3 separate regions of the Mus musculus genome follow, and regions 2 and 3 are each linked to region 1. A link is a contact called in public HiChIP or PLAC-seq data. All regions are on one chromosome and are shown on one strand. The core of a region is the stretch at or near the end of the contact, and the rest is flanking DNA. Distances in the headings are between cores, read along the strand shown.

Region 1 (3,948 bases), core at 147-2,646:
TGATAGTTGCAGATTATGTTAAAAAGGAAAACCAAAAATAACACAAAAATGGGTGAGACCAAATACCTCCACAGGACTGGATCCACCTGAATGTCTAGATTTGGGAACTTTGTTAACATCAGGATACCCCAAAGGACAATGGGGACATGGGAAAATGGCTCAGTGGGTGAAGTGCTTGCTGCAAACATGAGGACAAGTGTTTGGATCCCCAGCACTCCTAGAAGCCTGGTTAGCTGTGCTGCACCTGTAACCCCCGTGTTGAGAGGGGATCAAGCGATGCTGGAGGTCATTGGCGGGGCAGTCTCGCCCACACTGTAAGTTCCAAGGTTACGGAGATATCCTGCCTCAGAAAATGAGATGGCAAGTTATTGAAGAAGGTACATGATGTAGGTCTCTGGTCTGCACATGTGCTTCCACATACATGCACACACGAGGGAAGATGTACAAAAAGTTAAGAGAAATATAGAAAAATCACTCTCTGGATAGAAAAGCTCTAACACCTCACATATTTTGAAACGGGAGGGTACGCCACAATGTAGTTGTAGCTTTAATGACCCAAAGGTCATATTACTCCCATTACAAGGACCCTTGACATAATTTTTAAGGTGTTTTAAGGATTCTGTGTTGGCTAGTCCTATGTCAGCTTGATGCACAAACTAGAGTTATCTGAAATGCTGTACGGCATTTTAAAAAACTAGTTATTGATTGGGGAGGGCCATCCCTGGGCTGGTGGTTCTGGGTTCTATAAGAAAACTCTCTATGGCCTTTGCATCTGTTCCTGCCTCCAGGTTTCTACTGCCCTGTTTGAGTTCCTGCTGACTTTCTTAGATTATGAACAGCAGTATGGACGTGTAAGCCAACTAAACCCTTTCAAGCTCCTCACCTTGCTTTTTGGTCATGGTGTTTTGTCGCAGCCATAAGAACCCTAATCCAACGCAAAATAATAGTGCCCACTCCTAAATTGCTTCAGAGGGCTCTGTAGTTCTCTCAAAGAAGGCAGTCCTCAAAATGCACATCTGCACTGCCATTTTTTATTTGTCCGATGGTGCCAGCCTACCAAATGCAACAACTGACGTTCTTTTCAAGAATATTGGTCGGGGTCGGGTGGAGCGGTTAGAGAGAAAACACAGAACTCCTGAGACCTTTTTTGGAAGGGGCTCCCTTTAGCTTATACTGACTCCTGACGCACGACTATTAGCGTGATGTTGTAACACAGCGGCGGGGATGAAGGGACGGCGCTGGGAGAGATACGCATGGCAGATCGCTAAACTGAGAGCAGAAAGGCTCGAAGCCAAGGCATTGAAGAACTGATCAACTTCACCCCACACCAATTACACAGCCGCCCCATCGCCCGCGCAGGCGCACGACGACCAACACGGGGCGGGAGGCCACGCCGGAAGTTCTCTAAGCGCCCCGGATGCGACTGGGCGGCGGTGGTTGCCAGGCGACGGGAGCTTCTCCGATCCACCAGTGCTCGCAAATGGAGGTGTAGAACCCGTTATATATTAGCGTGCCTTGACCGCTGTGGGTCGTCTTCTCCGAGTTCCCACGATGTTCTTCTACCTGAGCAAGAAAGTGAGTTTCTCCTGGGGACCGCCGTCGCGCCGCCTCCATTCCTGTAGCCCGCCGGTGCCCGCATTCTCCCGGGACTGCAGGCGGCTGCCAGGCAGCTTCTCCATCTTCCTGTCACCTATCTCCTCTCACAGGTCTCTGTGCTCCGGTAGTCCTTGGCAGAGCCAGCAGCTCTTTCTCAGGATTCTTCCACATTCCAGTCATGCCAAGTTTCTTTTCAGTGATAAAAAGTGATCACCAAGCGCTGGTGGTCTTTCCTCTGCTACTTGTTGATCCAGAAGGTAGATTATGACAGTCTGCCCTAAGAGAGAAATATAAGTGTGGTGTGGGAAAGGAAGTAAGAGCAGCAGCGATACGAATTTATGTCTCAGTTCCCGCCTCAGTTCAGACACCCCCACCCCGTTCCCGCCCGCTTCCTTGGCAATCACCTTCCTTTATGTGCACTTCTTTACAGAATGCTAGGGCTCAGAACATTTAAGAAGACCACAGCCATTTTCATAATAGTTCATTTTGCTGCAGGGCGTTATTGTTTCTCTCTCCCTTTTTCATGCTCTTTTTTGAGACAGGATATTGCTGTGTAGCCCAGGCCAGCTTCCAACTTTCCACCCTTCTGCCTCAGTGCTGGGATTGGTAACATGGGCTACGACAAGTTCGGGCAGGTTTCTTCTTGGAAGATGTTTGCCTGTCTATATCTCCTGGATGGAGATCCTCCAACTCCTTCGTGAAAAGCTAGCATCACTGTGATTCGTGTTTACAGATTGCTGTTCCCAATAATGTGAAGCTGAAATGTATATCCTGGAACAAGGACCAAGGGTTCATAGCATGTGGCGGTGAGGATGGATTACTGAAAGTTTTAAGACTCGAGACACAGACAGGTAAGTGATCATCACCAGTACAGATGTGTGAAACTGGTAGAAAGCAGTGGCTAGTGGCTAGTGGCTAGTGAGACCTACTTATGGTATTTGTCATTATGAAGTTTTAATTTTTTTAAAGGGGTTTATTCTTATGGTATGGGTGTTTTGCCTGAACGTATTTTATGGTGTCACATGCATGTAGTGCCTGTGGGGGCCAGAAGAGGGCATGGGATCTTTTCCTTTGTAACTAGTTACAGATGGTTTGTAGGTGCCGAGAACTGACCACTGGTTCTCTTCAAGAACAACACGTGTTCTTAACCACAGACCCATCTCTCAAGCCCCTCCTGTCACTGTTTCTGAGGCAGAGTCTTCTGAGACAGGCCTGAGAAGTTGCCATGTAGGACAGGCTAGTTGGCCTGAAAACTTCCATCTGTGTCTGCCTCCTGTGTCCTCTCTGAGATTACAGGAGCGTGATCTGATCCCTGTGTTAGGTATGAGTTTTGGGGCTCTGAGGTCAGGCCCTCACACTTGCACAGCAAACTCTTTACTGACTCAGCCATCTCCCGAGGAGATGCCTTATTTATTGCCTTTCAGATCCAGCAGTTACTGGTAAAGTGTTTTTTTGTTTTTGTTTTTGTTTTTGTTTTTTTTTTTAAGATATTTATCAGTATTATCAGATTTTTGTTCTCATGCCAGCTTGATTGATTTTATTTCCACTTGGTCTTTTAAAAAGTCTCTCTCTCTCTCTTTCTCTCTCTCTCACACACACACACACACACACACACACACACACACACACACACACATTTGAGAACTGTTTTGTGGGATATTTTCAAGATAAGGTTTCTCTGTGTAGCCCTGGGTTCCTGGAATTCACTCTGTAGAGCAGGGCGGCCTAGAACTCAGAGATCTCTCTGCCTTTACCTCCTGAGTGCTGGGATTAAAGATGCATACTACCATACCAGAGCTAACATTTCTTACTCAGTGCAGTACCAGACCATGTGTTTATATTGTTGAGAAATTTACTGAGATAGCAGCCAGATAATTAAAACTGCTGGTTTTAGAGAACACTTGAGGGATTTTTCTCTGTTTTGAGAATAAAGAATATTTTTTTACAGTGTCTTTTAAAAATGATTTATTTCTGTTTTATGTTCATTGGTGTTTTGCCTATATGTGTGTCTGTGTGACAGTGTCACAGTCCCTGGAACTGGAGTTACAGATGTTTGTGAGATGCCATGTTGGCCCTGGGAATTGAGCCTGGGTCCTCCGAAAGAGCACCAGTGTTCTTAACACAGAGCCATCTTTTCAGCCCACTCATAGTATCATAGAGAGCAGATTTCTTAAGGATTGAGTTTTATCATTTACATCTCTGCAAACCCCTAAGATTATCATAACATTTGTATATTTAAAATAAATGTTTTAAGTGTTCTGTTTTATGTCTAACACATTTTCTAAGTGACTATAAACTGTAAAGTTCTTGTAATTTCCTTCAAATATGTCATGCCTTTTCTTGTGGCCGTCA
Region 2 (3,741 bases), core at 476-2,975, 110 kb before region 1:
CTAAGATGAAATAAACCCTTTCCTTCCCAAATTATTTTTGGCCATAGTGTTTCATCATAGCAATTAAAAATGTTAATTAAGGTTATGCAAAATATGCTAGTTATATTAAATAATTTTGAATTTTTATAAATATTAAACATAGTTAAAAGAGAAAAGGGGAAATTAGTTATTTTGTCAAAGATCAAGCATGAAATGAAGTGTTATCCTCCTCTTCCTCTTTTTTTTTTTTTTGCTGCCTCCTCCTCTAGCTCCTCGAGGCTGCCTGGGTTTTCTGGCCACAGCAAAGGGCTATGCTAATTGTAGATTAGAAGGAAAACTTGATAAAGCTCTATCATATGTTTTTAAGAGTTAGGTGTTAGATACCAGGTAGATAAAACTAATATGAATCTGTCCTTAATCCAACATTTCTGTGTCTATGTATACATGAAAAATAATTCATATACATGATTATTTATGATATAATATTTGTAATAGTAAGCAATTTAAAAATCAGTATCCAGCACTATAGGCAACTGGCTGACCAGAGCATTTCTATGCTAATACTATGCAGTTGACTGGAATGTTCCTCGTGATTTGGAATGAGCTTCAAGGTGTCAAATGAGAAAAGGGATGACTATTGTGTGACCACTCATGTAAGAGAGTGTGTGCCTGTGTGTATGTGTGCATGTATGTGTACAAATTTGTTAAGATAGTAAGTAAGATAGGGTGTTCCTCTGGGGAGGCGCATGAAGTAGACCTTTGGAATTTGACACTCTTTTAAAGCACTTCAGAATAATGAGAACAAATACCTGAGTGAATGAAGCAGTTGTTGTAGACTCTGGCTGTGATGACATGAGGTGACTTCCGTTCCATTACTCCCATCCTTACTATGCTCACCCCTGCCCAAGACAGACTTAGTGCTTCTCTGAGCCCTCACAATACAGAGCACATACCGCTATCCATTTGTGTCATAACTGTCTGTTTCTATGCCTGTCTGCTCTACTGGACCACACACAACTCCAGGGAAAGCTTTCTGCCTCTAACAGGCCCTTGGCATGTAATGGGTAGGAATCCATAAATGACTGATGGATTCACAGGAATACATTAAGGAGAAGAGCAAAGTCTTTTTTCTAGAAGTCCCTGGGCCCATAGTGTGAGAAGCATCGTGTAGGAACATTTCAGTGACAAGAGCCTGCACTGGACAAAGACACTGTACTCTGGAGGGTTGTGGGAAAGGTATCTGACATGGTTTGAATCTGAAAGTCCCACAGGCTCATGTATTTGACCAATTGGTCCCCAGCTGGTAGTGCTGTCTGTTACAGCTGTGGAAACTTTAGGTGTCAGGTCCTAGCTGGAGGGAGTCGGCTGCTGAGAGCTGGACCTCTTATGGCCCAGTCTCAGTTCTGATCCAAAGCTGTCCAATTCCTGATCCATGGAGATGTGAGAAAGTACCCTCATGTTCCTGCCATCACAGCTAAGAGCTAGTTCCAGCACCCAGTCTTCTCTGCCATGATGGATGGTTTGTTCTTGAACAGTGAGTTGAAATCAGTCTCTCTTCCCCACTGAAAGTAACTAAACCAATATCCTTGAGCCAGCCGAGATAGAGTCACAGCTAGGAGGTGGTGTCCAAGCATCCCAAAAGGTGTCGGTTGCTAAGGATGAAGCATAAAGGTTGCAACAGAGGGATCCCGCATAATAAGGCAGGGAAAATAGGGGAAACCCAGACTTGCCTGGGCAGGCAGGTAAAGCTGCTCGCTTGATTCACTTCTCCCTGAGGCAGGTTGAAGGGCATGACCTTTTCCTACTGAAACGCAGGCCTTAGCATCAGAATCCTGCTGGGAAGTGTCAAGGACACCAGAGCCTAACCTTCAGCGGCTTGGTCAACTCACAGAGGTGGAGCTGGGCAGCCAGCCAGCCCCCTGCATCATTCTCCAGCTCAAAGTCACCTTCAAGGAGTACAGACAACAACAACAACAACAACAACAAACAACACCCTTGGCCTACCCGGTCTTCCAAGGAAGGTTCTATTTGGGAGCTCCAAATTCATCGCTGCAGCCCAGTGGTTTTCAATCTGTGGGGGTCGCATATCAGATATTTACATTCCGACTTGTAACAGTATCATTATAGCTAGGAAGTAGCAATGAAATAATTTCATGGTTGGGGTCACCAAAACATGAGGAACTGTATTAAAGGGCCACAGCATTAGGAAGGATGAGAACCACTGAGCTAGCATAAATGGCTCAAGGGACTCCACAGGATTCTTGGTTCCTGTTACAAGAGAACAGAGCAATCATGTGTAACATCTGGATGTGCTATTTCCCTACTGTGAAACTAACTCAGTGATAGGAACACTGGGCTTAGCGTTATCTCCTGATAAACAAGCTGAACACATTCTTTATACTGGAGCTTAAGAAGTGTGAAGTATCAAAGGGAGGACTGTTATTCAAGGCAGAGGTCCTTGAGTGCTATTGATTTGGGGTTTTGTTTGTTTGCTTTACCACCCCAGTTGTGCTAATAACAACAGAGCCTGCTCCCTTATGCCCATCCCCTGCAGTGGAGCTGGCCCGCCGGAGAAGTAGGTACACAGCTCAGAGCTGGCCAGTCAGAGAACTCCATGTCTCTAGTCATAAGGATTGGTTCCGAATTGCACGCGTGCCTTCATACTGGGCCAATCAAAGTCCTTGACGATTTTTCTGGTGGCGCTCTTGAGGATGCTCCACGCTAAAGTCAGTTTGGTCTCTGATCTGGTAAGAATGTACTTGGGAAACAGGAGCAGATACAAAGCGCTATGGACATTTCTCTGGACTCTGGATGCATCACTACCTGAAGCCAGGTCAGCTGTGAGTGCATCCTGAAAGGCCAGATTTATCGTGTCTTTAAGATAACAAAAACAAAACAAACAAAACAAAAAACCAAAAACTGCAAAATCTTTCATCGTTTTCACTATCCCATGTTTCGTTGAGGCCCAGGTGGCAGCCTCTTCTTCCAAGACATCTACCCAAACCAAGCTATTATGTAGAATATGCCGTTTGGCCTGCATCCCCCTCATACTGCTTTGTGTTTAAGGTTATAATTGGGGGAGGGGGTGGGGGAGGGGGAGGTAGAAGTTTCTAGATACTGTAGTTCCTTCCAAGTAGCAGAGGAGTCCTAAAGCTAGGAGTGTCATGGTGGTTGTAAAGGTCTGTGCACTGGGGTCACTGACCGGGCAGAGGCAGGGTTGGGAGAAGGTGTGAAATGTGTCGCTGTGCGTGCGTGCGTGAGTGAGTGTGTGTGCATGTGTGCATGCGCGTGCATGCCTGCAGAGACGGCCTGCGTGTCTATGTGTGTGGTTAGTGAGGACAGGAGAACTGAGCAGAAAGACAGGGTCTTCAGGCATCAGGACCAGTTTAGAGACACGTTTCTGCATGGCTAGCAAGCACCCTGGAGCCCAGGTTTGTGTGGTGATGGCCTCAGCAATGCCCTCTGTATATATTGGGTTCAGACCTCCTTTACATTTACTGTCATAGCTCAGCTTTATCTCGTCACCTATAGAGACTAGGGTTTACTTATTGCTGACTCCCCAGCTTCTATATAGGCCAGTATAATTCCAGACATAAGAGTTATAGATAATGGAATAACTGAAAGAAAAAAACAGATAATAGGGTCCCTCTGATGGGCGGGCTAGATTATTCTCTTCTGTGCATCCCAGAGAGGAAGAAGGGAGCCCTGTCTGTAGTCTGTGTCAGCGCTCCCTGTCTCCTCTCCCTCTTCCCCCCTCACCCT
Region 3 (3,769 bases), core at 300-2,799, 130 kb before region 1:
AAGATGGTCCTGATGAGCCTGCTTAATGAGGGTCACCAAAAGCCTTCAGTGTGTAGACAACACACTACTGAGACAGGTTGATACACAGTAACACTAGCTGTGCCTGTCTGTCCCCTACATACTATAAAGAAACAAAGGAGTCAGCGAGAGGAACATCTAATGAGGAGGAGGCTTCCAGAAGGATGAAGAAAAGAAGCAAAGGGTGGCATGGAGTCGGAGATATTCATTCATTCATTCATTCATTCATTCATTCATTTGCTTGTGGTCCAGGCACTGCTCTGGGCTATGGAGATCTGCTATGAACTATCGAAGTCTCATTCCCTGTAGGGCTTCCTCCTCATAGTTAATGAGTTGGGCTAGAAAGGGCAGGCAGGGCGAGAGCAGAAGCTGAAGCAGGGCAGAGCCAGGGCTTCTAAGGGACAGACAGGTCCAGGGAGGCAAGAAAAGGTGAACCTGCCCCCGTGTTCAGGGGCCTAGATCACAGCCTGTGACTCAGGGTACGAGGCTTGCCACCACCACAGTGTGACATTGTTGGCAGTTCCATTCCCGAATGTAACACTTGGCTCCTATGCCTGCTGTCTGTAGGCCGGGTGGACTTGGCACCATCTGATGCCCCGAGTCTGACCATCTCGCATGCACGTACCACAGATGGCAGTGGCTTTAGCAAGCCAGCTATGACAGAATAGACTTGTAATAGACCTAGAGTCTAGAACTACTCTCTCAGGTTCCTTTTCTAAATACTGTAACATATATTTATTTCATTAAACACTTAAACACTTGAGTTACATTTACCTATTTAGGGTGTGCATGCGCACATAGCCACTGCATGGATATGAAAATCAGAGGAAAATTTCAAGAGTTGGTTCTCTCCTCCCACCCTGTGGGTCCTGGGGGGTCAAACTCAGGTTGTCGAGTAGCAGTTCCTTGACTTGCTGAGCCTCCTAACTGGGCCCAAACATGTTATATTAATTTTCACAAGCCTTCCTCCATTTTACAGAGGGCAGTGCTGAGGAGTGCAGGGATAGCTAACTTAGAAGGTGGCAGGCCTTATCCTATGTTCTTTCTGATCTGTACTGCAAAGCGAGAGCTTCAGCCCCCTCTCCCAACCCCTGTGGACCTTCATCTTCTTCCTCCAACAGTGGAAAGACCAGTGAAGTGATGGGAAATGCTTCTCAACAAAAAAGAATCACACACACACACACACACACACACACACACACACACACACACACACGGCTCTAGGACAGTGGTTCTATCTGGAGGAAGGAACACCAGTAGGTACTTCATGCACCCTCCACAGGTGCCAGTTACTACACCAAGTGTGTCACCTTCACATGTCATTTAATCCCCCCAAGGAACCCAGGAGCTAGCACATCCTGGTGGCCGGAGTTGGGGGCCAGAGGGTGAGATGAGGTTGCTTGTGCCTTCTAGCTCACTGCTGAGCCTCAGCAGAGTGAGATTTGTTAGAGCCAGATGCTGTCCCTTCATAGTGCCACTTCCTAACCTTGTGACCACTGGGGACTCCAGACTCTTTGCTCCAGCCCAGCGCACCATAACGCCTCCATGTGGGGGTTCTGGTCTCTGTGAACTTGCCTCAGCATAGTCCTCGGAGCTCAGTAGACAGGCCTCCCCAATGGTATTTCCTTTCATTTACCCCTTATTCAATTTAGAGTTTTGTTAAGTGAATTTCTGTTAAGCAAGGGATATCTGTACTCAAATTACACTAACTGCTACTTTCGGGGCAAGAGGTTATGAGTGAGAGACTTCCTCTCGCAGTGGGTGAGGACCGGCCAAGGAAATGGAGGAGAGGGTCGTTCTAGCTGCAAGGGTCACACAGCACTGGAAACAAAGAGACAACAACGAGGAAACTCAGGCCTTTGTCTTGTCTCTTTGTCAGGGACCAAAGTCATACATGTGTATGTACGAGAGAGCCCCTCACGTGACCATGCCAGGACTTTAAAGGCACTGCCTCCGAGCTCTGGTCTCAAAACAAAATAATTGCATGCAGACATCGCTTTTGATCACATTCTAACGCCGATTTACAGCTCAGCTTCCTGGTAACCCCAAAGAAAGCCCCAATCAGGGAGTGTGCAGCAAAGCTTAGAGTTTTGAGTCCGTGGGAGTGGGTGGGTATCTGTAAGTGCGCATTTGCACAAGGGGGCACCAAGCTTGATTTACTCATTTTTGTTCCCCTTCCCCAAATTAAGTTCTCTTGTGGCCGCTGAGGTATTTTTCTCTGAATGGCTCTGTTGAGCACTGGAGGCAGAAGACTTTTTTTTTTTTTTGTGGTTTGCTGTAGGCAGTTTTTCCATTCTGCTCTTTTTCTGTGATCAGGACCACTTCATTACCTACCCCTGACGGGCTTTCTTTAGGTTCCCGTCTGTTTTTAATAAGAAGCAGACGAAAAACAAAGTTTGGGTTGTGTTTGAAAGCTTCAGCATCCCCCCACCCCCCGAAATAATAGGTTAAAGAATTTTATTTGTCTTTTGAGGTTCTGAGGTTTGCTCAGAAAATTCTCTCACCCGAGCCTTGGGGCTACAGGGAAGCCATACTTAGAATATAGCGAGGGAAGGCAGATCCCTGGGCTACGCCCAGCCCTTGAATGTGAAGCAGCCAAAGAGTGGCCCAGGAACCCGCACTTCAAGTAAGTATTCCAGGTGGCTCTTTGGAATAAGAAAAAATAATAATAAAGTTTAAAGTTTGAGAATAGAGTGCAGAAGGAAAAAAAATCTGTCAACTGATATTTCTTTTTAATTATGATATAATTCAAATACCATCAAACTCGCCATTTGAAAGCACACAATTACATGATTTTAGTATAGTTACAAGTTGTATAACCATCACCACTATCCAGGTCCACATTTCTGCCCTCCCCACAAAGAGCCCCATAGCAAATAGCAGAGTCTCCACCTCACCCTCCTCACGACCGTAGGTAAACACTCATCTACTTTCTGCCTCTACGCATTTGCTGGTTCCCCACATCCCACACAAACACAGAACTTCTGACCTTTTGCGTTTAGCTTCTTTCCCTTGGTGTACCATGCCATAGCATTTCCTCATTGTTTACATACAGATGAGAATCAATCTGGGACACTTCCCCAATAGTGCAAGCATCAGGAGAGAATGGAGAACACAGTATCTGGCTCAGAGCTGGATGAATGAACTCAGCGTGGGTGTATCATAGCATGTACTAATGCATAGCTCAGTGTGAGTGGTACTGCCCGAGTCAGGGTCAGCAGAAGCAGTCACTCACCCGGTGCACATTGGGCCTGGGCCTCCTGTGATAGATGATGCAGTCAAGGTTGGGAGAGACAGCAATGGTATGTGGTAGGGAGAGAGACCTCTACCAGTTTAGAGGTCAGAAAATGTGACCAAAGGGGATGGTGTTGGAGCTGCATATGGCTGTCTGAGTGGGACCATGTTGCCCATGCACTGATATAGAAATGTATGCAGTTCGGCTCAGAGATAAAAGGTTCAGAACAACTGTTATACTTGGGTCAGTCCTTCTCCACACTGTATGTCAGGCACTTGAGGGCTTACAGAGATGGAGTGGAGAGATGTAATAATCTGGGCTGGAGAGATGGATCAGTAGTTAGAGCAGTTTTGATCTTCCAGGGGACTTAAGTTTGGTTCCCAGCATCCATGTTGAGTGACTCACAAAAGGCTGTAAATTCCAGAGCCCCCTTCAGGCTTCTGCAGGAACTCCCACATACATGGTATGCTCAGGTGCTTGCAGAAATCTAAAGCAAGGCTTCGCTCTGCCTCGAGA

The links. HiChIP or PLAC-seq counts read pairs in DNA pulled down with a chosen protein or histone mark.
Region 2: a contact with region 1 is called in an RNA polymerase II HiChIP or PLAC-seq map of embryonic stem cells, with 12 read pairs. The contact joins the enhancer-like site here to the promoter of Wdr35 in region 1. A contact is called at or near these places in 3 of 39 promoter capture datasets (the 3T3-L1 cell line, embryonic stem cells and maxillary cranial neural crest), 7 of 115 datasets of contacts at active chromatin or transcription factors (bone marrow-derived macrophages, craniofacial prominence, embryonic limb bud and 3 more) and 2 of 9 other capture datasets (adipose tissue and liver).
Region 3: a contact with region 1 is called in an H3K4me3 HiChIP or PLAC-seq map of embryonic limb bud, with 2.1 times the contacts expected there. The contact joins the enhancer-like site here to the promoter of Wdr35 in region 1. A contact is called at or near these places in 1 of 39 promoter capture datasets (cranial neural crest), 4 of 115 datasets of contacts at active chromatin or transcription factors (embryonic limb bud, embryonic stem cells and neural tube) and 2 of 9 other capture datasets (adipose tissue and liver).

What each region holds. Positions count from the first base shown.
Region 1 is chr12:8,972,605-8,976,552 of GRCm38.p6, forward strand. Wdr35 (WD repeat domain 35) reads left to right here and starts at 1,397. Exons shown (of 27, transcript NM_001159527.1): 1 at 1,397-1,575; 2 at 2,330-2,447. The coding sequence starts at 1,552.
Region 2 is chr12:8,867,071-8,870,811 of GRCm38.p6, forward strand. No RefSeq gene overlaps it. Among named protein-coding and RNA genes, the nearest start is that of Gm33483, 10 kb to the right of the region's middle. Within about 2 kb of position 1,726, at least 10 of the 459 cell types and tissues checked have an H3K27ac peak or open chromatin away from gene starts, as enhancers often do. A contact at or near this core is called in embryonic stem cells, where this site is marked.
Region 3 is chr12:8,845,087-8,848,855 of GRCm38.p6, forward strand. No RefSeq gene overlaps it. Among named protein-coding and RNA genes, the nearest start is that of Gm33418, 16 kb to the left of the region's middle. Within about 2 kb of position 1,550, at least 69 of the 459 cell types and tissues checked have an H3K27ac peak or open chromatin away from gene starts, as enhancers often do. A contact at or near this core is called in embryonic limb bud, where this site is marked.